2 separate regions of the Mus musculus genome follow, and region 1 is linked to region 2. The links are chromatin contacts, called in public Hi-C maps. All regions are on one chromosome and are shown on one strand. Each heading gives the region's core, a stretch centred on a gene start, on an enhancer-like site or on the middle of the called end of the contact. The rest is flanking DNA. Distances are from core to core; before and after follow the strand shown.

Region 1 (3,014 bases), core at 297-2,796, 150 kb before region 2:
ATTTCAAAGAACAACTCATAAGGATCATTTCTCTCCTTCCAGCATGTGGATTCCTGGGTTCAAAATTCAGATCTCAGGCTTGGGTGCAAGTGCCTTTACCCATGGAGCCATTTCCCTGGTCCTACATCATACTATTTTTTAAGTTTTAAAACCTGAAATGAAACCCACACAACAACAACAACAACAACAAAAACTGAAACAAAACAAAACAAAAATCCCAAACCAAACTGAAACAAAACCAAACCAGTTAAAGCCATAAAACAATTGAATTAAGTCATTTTTTTTTCAACAATCCCTGTACCCAGAAGATTCTGTACAATACCCTGAAAAAAAAAAAAGTCGTCAATGGCAACGCTTTAAATTTAGGAGGGTCATCAGCCGAGGTGGGCTGCTCCAGGTAGACTATGATAATTTTGCAGTAATTATGTTTTACTTGTAAAAGCTTCTGAGAGACGGGGGGCAATCAGTCTCCCAGTGATCAGTAGTTCACCTCCGGACCGCAATGACTCATCTTTCTGCCCTTCTAGGTGGAAACTGGAGTACAATCTTTCCTATGTGCCCTCTAACCTCCACCCATCCTGTAGCTGTCCCATTTTACAATGGAAGTTTATTCCCTCATCAGCGAAAGAAAAGTATACAAACCAACGCAGACCAAACTAAAAAGTAACTTTCAACGTCCAAAAACGTTTTCCTTTGCGATCAAGTTCTTTGATCTCATCTCTTCCTCTTTAAAGTCAATGGACTCACTATCACACCACAAATTTAAACAAAGCGCCCTCCCCTCCCCCCAGCAGCCCTGTCTCAGAGGGTGTCAGCAGAGGTGGAAACTCCACAAGCCTAGAACATCTGCCGGGCAGGAGGTGGGGGTGGGATCATCGAAACCTTGTGGCCTTGTCCAAATCCAGGACACTCGGAAAGGTTGCGGAGAGGCATACTCTGAAGCCTCTTCAGTGACCCCGGGCCCAGAAAGATTTATTACTTCCTCCTTGAGGGAGAAACCACAAACCCGCTGGAATGGGCTAGCACCAGGGCCAAGGCTTCAGAACTGGGTTCCCGCTGCACACAGCGCTGTTGGGCGGTGCTGCTCGCGTCCTAGGAGGGGACACCAGTGCTGACCGCTGGGGATGAAAGGAGCGTACGTCCGGGGTATTTCTGCTCAAACTTTTATCACCAACTCTTCTCCAGAGCGAATCCTGGGAGCCGAGTCGTGCAGCTACAGAGAACCCAAGTCTCCGGCTGTGCGGGCGAGCTGGGAATCAGGCGCCGGCGCCGCGCCCCGGGCGCACCTAGAGCTCTGTTCTGCTACTAACGGCTGGAGGCCCTAGCAGCGCCTCCTTGAACCGGGTCGCATCTCCAGCCCCTAAGGAGGTGGCGGCGGGAGTCTGGAGCTGCGAGGAGGGCGGGTGTGGGACAGGCAGAGGAGGAGGGGAGCACGGCGAAGGGGAGGAGCCGGGGCGACAGACGGCGGCGCGCACCAACCCCGAGCGGGCTGGCAGGAGCCGCGCAGAGGCCGGCCCGAGCGCGTTGCAGGCGCCCGGCGTAGGGGGAGTCGGGTAGCAGCATCCTCCCGGGCGCCGCTTTAGTGCGGCCGCGGCGGGGGCTTCCTCTGCCTCGGGACCTCGTAGGGCAGAAGCCGCTGGTGACGCGGGGGTGGGGGGTCCCGCTCTTTTGCCTTCAGCTAGGTGTACAGAGTCCTGGGCCAGTCCGCGGCCACGGAGCGCCGGGGCTCGCCTGAGCCGCCCGCCAGGACATCCTCCGGGTGATGGAAGAAGCAGCCGCCGCTGCGGGGCCGCGCTGCACCCTATCCGCGGCCGCCGGAGGGATGGGAAGGTTCGCTACGTGGAGGCCAAGAGAGAGCGATGGAGAGCAGAACAGCCTGGAGCTGGGGCGTATGTAAGCCACCCCCCACTGTCGCCTCCTGCCTGCTTCGTGCCCCAGAGCCTGGAGGGAAGCAGCGGTCCCGAGAGACCTAAGGAGACGTCGCTGGAGCCGGGACGCGCCGCGCTCGGTGGAGCGCAGAGCTGGGCTCCGGGCCCGGTGAAAGTTTCCCCTCCCGGGGTGCAGGGCGCCCGCTGCTGGAAAACTCTGCCTAGGGCTAGGGCAGCGGAGTCTCGCGGCTCCCTCGAAGGCTTGGGGACCCCTAGCAGAAGAGAACCGGAGAGAAACCGAGGAGAGTGCTAGCCGGACAGTCCGCCGGTCGGGGATCTGGGGACGCTCCGAGGCGCACCCTCCGCTCCAGGTGAGTGGAGGAGCCCGCAGACTAGAGGGTGGGCGTTACTCAGGCGGAGGAGGCATCTGGACCGGAGACTGGGCTCACCCATTCACTCCGCTTCCCCTCGCAGGTCCTTCTCGGAGCCGCTGCCATGGGAGAGCCAGCCCTGGGCGCCGGGGACCAGCAGCCTCTGCCGCCGCGCCCGCCTCGGATCGGCGGCCCCAGTCCCGGCGCCCGCAGCCGGCCTGCAGCGTCCCCCTCCTGGGCTGCAGGGCCGCCTCCGCCGCGCCGCCGGCCCCGGCTGTGCCTGTGATGAGCCGCAGCTCGCCGCGAGCTCTGCCCCCCGGTGCGCTTCCCCGGCCGCTGCCGGCCGCGCCTGCCGCCGTGCAGCGGGCCCTGCTCCCGCCGTGGCCCCGGCGCGCAGGACGCCGCTGGCCTGCGTCCCCGCTCGGGATGAAGGTATTTCGCAGGAAGGCGCTGGTGCTGTGCGCGGGCTATGCACTGCTACTGGTGCTCACGATGCTCAACCTCTTGGACTACAAGTGGCATAAAGAGCCGCTGCAGCAGTGCAACCCCGACGGGCCTCTGGGTGCCGCGGTAGGGGCGGCCGGGGCCGGCTGGGGACGGCCGGGGTCGCCTCCTGCAGCGCCACCCCGCGCTCACTCTCGCATGGACCCCCGCACCCCGTACCGCCCTCCTGCCGCGGGCGTGGGGGCAGTTCCCGCAGCCGCGGCTGGGAGTGCAGGAGCTGCGGCCTCTCTGGGCAATGCTACTCGAGGCACCAGGGGTGGAGGGGACAAGC
Region 2 (3,098 bases), core at 475-2,974:
GTGATATGTAACTCGAGGAACTGAGTTGGAACGATGAGTTATGAAGATGGCTTCTGCTGGCAGTTAGTGTCAGGGAGAAAAAAAAAGAAGCCTTTTACTAAAAACAAATCCTAGTGAGCCCTACTATGCCTGATACTTAAGAGCATTTCAGAAGTGAACATACAGAATGTTCGCTGTGCATGCTCTGCATTGCATGCTAAAATTCCAAAACAAACATGTAAACAAAACCACAAGGACTATGGTATTTTTTCAATGTGTAACACTAATGTTAGATCAAGATCACACCTGCCATGGAAAGGAAATTCCAGGTCTACAAACCCCAACATGGAGTGTGGAGGTGTGCACCATGCCCTAGCCCTAGACCAGGAGGAACATTGGTAATTGACAGCTGCTGGGAGACAGAGAGTTGGTTTCTTTAAAGAGTATATGTAGCCCTTGATAGGTTGACCATAACTCAGTAGAAGGTCACCTGTCCAAGGATATATGGGCAATAAAGATTGGATTTAATAAAAGAAGATTTAATTTTTTAATAAAAGAATTGGGTTTTAATAAAAGAACACATAATTGGGTGAGTAGGGAAGTGGGGATAGAGCTGGGAGAAACTGGAGAGGTGAAGAAGATCCAAGCACATTGTATGAACTAAGTTAGAAAAAAAGGAGGGAAGAAAAAAAGAAATTAATTAGTTCCAGGTCTAGTTAGTTGGTTCTACTGAAGGATGTAAAGGAAGTAGGAGAAGACCCAGGGACATTGGCTCAGCAGAACTCTGTCTAGTCCCACAGACCTCCAAATACCACACAGATGTCCAAACAATGAGAGACCCTCCCTGCTTGTGTGGTCGGGCTTTTAAAATTGCTACGCAGCAATATTGGATCAATATTCTTTATTACTTGTCTAGAGTTTATATCCACAAAGTGCCAGAGTGATTCCTTTAGAAGTCATATTTGTCGTTTGCCTATGGCCCCTGTGATTGGCTCCTGTCAGTTCTTATTTCATTGAAATGGAACCAGTCTTTACAACAGCCTACTGGAACTGCCCCTCGCCCGACTCCTCCCCTCTGACCCTGTATTCTATAGTTCTCCTTGCTTACCTTGCTTGTCTTGTTTCTCTGCTGTTCTTGAAGGTTCCAGAGAAGCATGGAAGGCTCTCTGTACAGACTTATCTTACTCTTTATCCTTGTCAAGTCTTTACTCAAATGCCATCTTCTCCTAGAGGTACACCCTTTATGTAAAGTCCCAATTCCCAAGTCACTGCTCAGCCTATATTCTCAACCCCTTTACCCTACTCATAAACCCCATGGGCTGTGTGGCTTGGTAATATACCACATAATATACATCAGTCTCTTGTTCTAATGTAAAGCTTACACAGGTAAGAATGGTGTGTGGCATATTACAGACCATCATTATATATTCACTGAATAGAGGACAGGGAGTGAGTGTGTTGATGATCATCTTGGTCCCTCTCCGCTATAGCAATGTGAGGGTAAACAGGCTTATTTCCCTAGCTAGGATGTCCTAGCAGGATTTTGTCAGTCCGACCCGAACACTCCTTCCCTTGTCTGCTTCATCAGGCACAGAACAAGCATTTTCAAAATGTAAATTCTTTGCTGTGGTAAGAATTTCACAAATAAGAAGATAGCTTTCAGTTTCATCCCATCTCTTACATCAGCTAAGAGCTGTTTTGTATTCTGTACACAGTGACAATACTGTCAGTCTTAGCTGCCTTTCCTGTTGCTGTGGTGAAAAACTCCAACAATAGCAGCTTGAGAGAGGAAGGGTTTTTTTTGGCTCAGTCCTCAATGGCAAAGTCCATGATGTTTCAGCGTGGTGGGGTTCTGTGGTCAGGAGCTTGAGGTAGCCGGTCTGATTGTATCTGATACCAGGGAGCTGAAAACCAGGATGCTGTGTTCAGCTTGCTTTCTCCTGCTTTATAGAGTCCAGGATCCCAAGCCAGGCAATAATGCCAACCCAGATGGTGGTGCCACCACACACAGTGGGAGAAAGTCTTCCTGATTCAATTAACCCTATCAAGATACTCGCCCACAGACATGCCTAGATATTGTCTCTAAGATGATTCTAGGTTTAATCAAGTTGACAATCAAGCCTAACCAGAACATTGTCCCACTGAAAAGTAAAATATTAGCTAGCAAACATTCTTCACCTTGAGAAGTATGTCGTAGGGTTCACTCTTTCCCTCCTCATTACCATCATCCCATCTCTCTTGCCTCATCTTCTGGGTTTTTGAGATAGGGTCTTGCTGTGTAGCTTAAGTTGATCTTAAACCCATGATCTTTCTGCCTCCATCTCTCAGAGCTGGGTTTAGTGATGCCTGCTACCATTCCTGATGATTTCATTCTTTTCAATTAAGCTGGTTTAGGAAAATACTATCGCTTGACTTATCTTTTTGCTGCTAGGTGTATAGTTTGAATAGCATTCTTGTAGCTTAGGGGTTTACATCAATTGGGGGCCAGATTTATGGATTTTTGTATTAGAAACTATTTTTTACTTGTCCTGGAAACATTCCAGGGTCTTATTAGGATTTCCTTTCTGTTTTGAAAGTTTCAATTTCATGTCCACCACTAGCAAGCCTCCTACAGGGTGAGTCCTGCAGAAGCAAGAGGTGAACAGATAAGGCCATTTCAGGGTCTTCTCCTGTAGGTTGCTCTGTGACTGTATCAGCTCTGTAGATTCCCATGCCCTGCCTCTGAATCAGGACCTGTGCTGTTAGGGAGTTTCCATTGCCCCCTTGAAGGATGCCGTGTTAGATTTCTGCTGATTTCATTGTTTCTTCCATGCCTGCTTTGCTGTCCTGGAAAATTACAGTTGAGTGACTGATACAGGCTTATGAGTTGTGAATATATAATAATAACAACTAAAGTGGATGTTTGTTAAGTAAACTGTTGACACCCAAATAAGGTGAAATATAGAACCAACTTTGCCCTATATTGACCAGATTGGTGTGAACATAAATCTGTCTTTATCACATGTGGACACACTTTAAAAATACAAGAATTACTGTGAAAATCTCAGTTGATACACTTTAAATGGGTAATGTGATTAAATTGGTTGCTTTAGCCCTGAAACTTCCAGACTGCTTATAGA

Evidence for each region. A called contact is a pair of places that touch in the nucleus more often than the background predicts.
Region 1: a Hi-C map of cortical neurons shows a contact between it and region 2, with 2.9 times the contacts expected there. The contact joins the promoter of Chst2 here to the enhancer-like site in region 2. A contact is called at or near these places in 3 of 39 promoter capture datasets (hippocampal neurons, liver and stem cell-derived epiblast-like cells), 3 of 484 Hi-C or Micro-C datasets (cortical neurons and epidermal suprabasal cells), 3 of 115 datasets of contacts at active chromatin or transcription factors (forebrain, kidney and neural progenitor cells) and 1 of 9 other capture datasets (adipose tissue).

What each region holds. Positions count from the first base shown.
Region 1 is chr9:95,405,802-95,408,815 of GRCm38.p6, reverse strand. It overlaps Chst2 (carbohydrate sulfotransferase 2), which reads left to right and starts at 1,546. Exons shown (of 2, transcript NM_018763.2): 1 at 1,546-2,239; 2 at 2,343-3,014. The coding sequence starts at 2,525.
Region 2 is chr9:95,252,942-95,256,039 of GRCm38.p6, reverse strand. No RefSeq gene overlaps it. Among named protein-coding and RNA genes, the nearest start is that of Gm32018, 56 kb to the left of the region's middle. Within about 2 kb of position 1,724, at least 14 of the 459 cell types and tissues checked have an H3K27ac peak or open chromatin away from gene starts, as enhancers often do. A contact at or near this core is called in cortical neurons and neural progenitor cells, where this site is marked.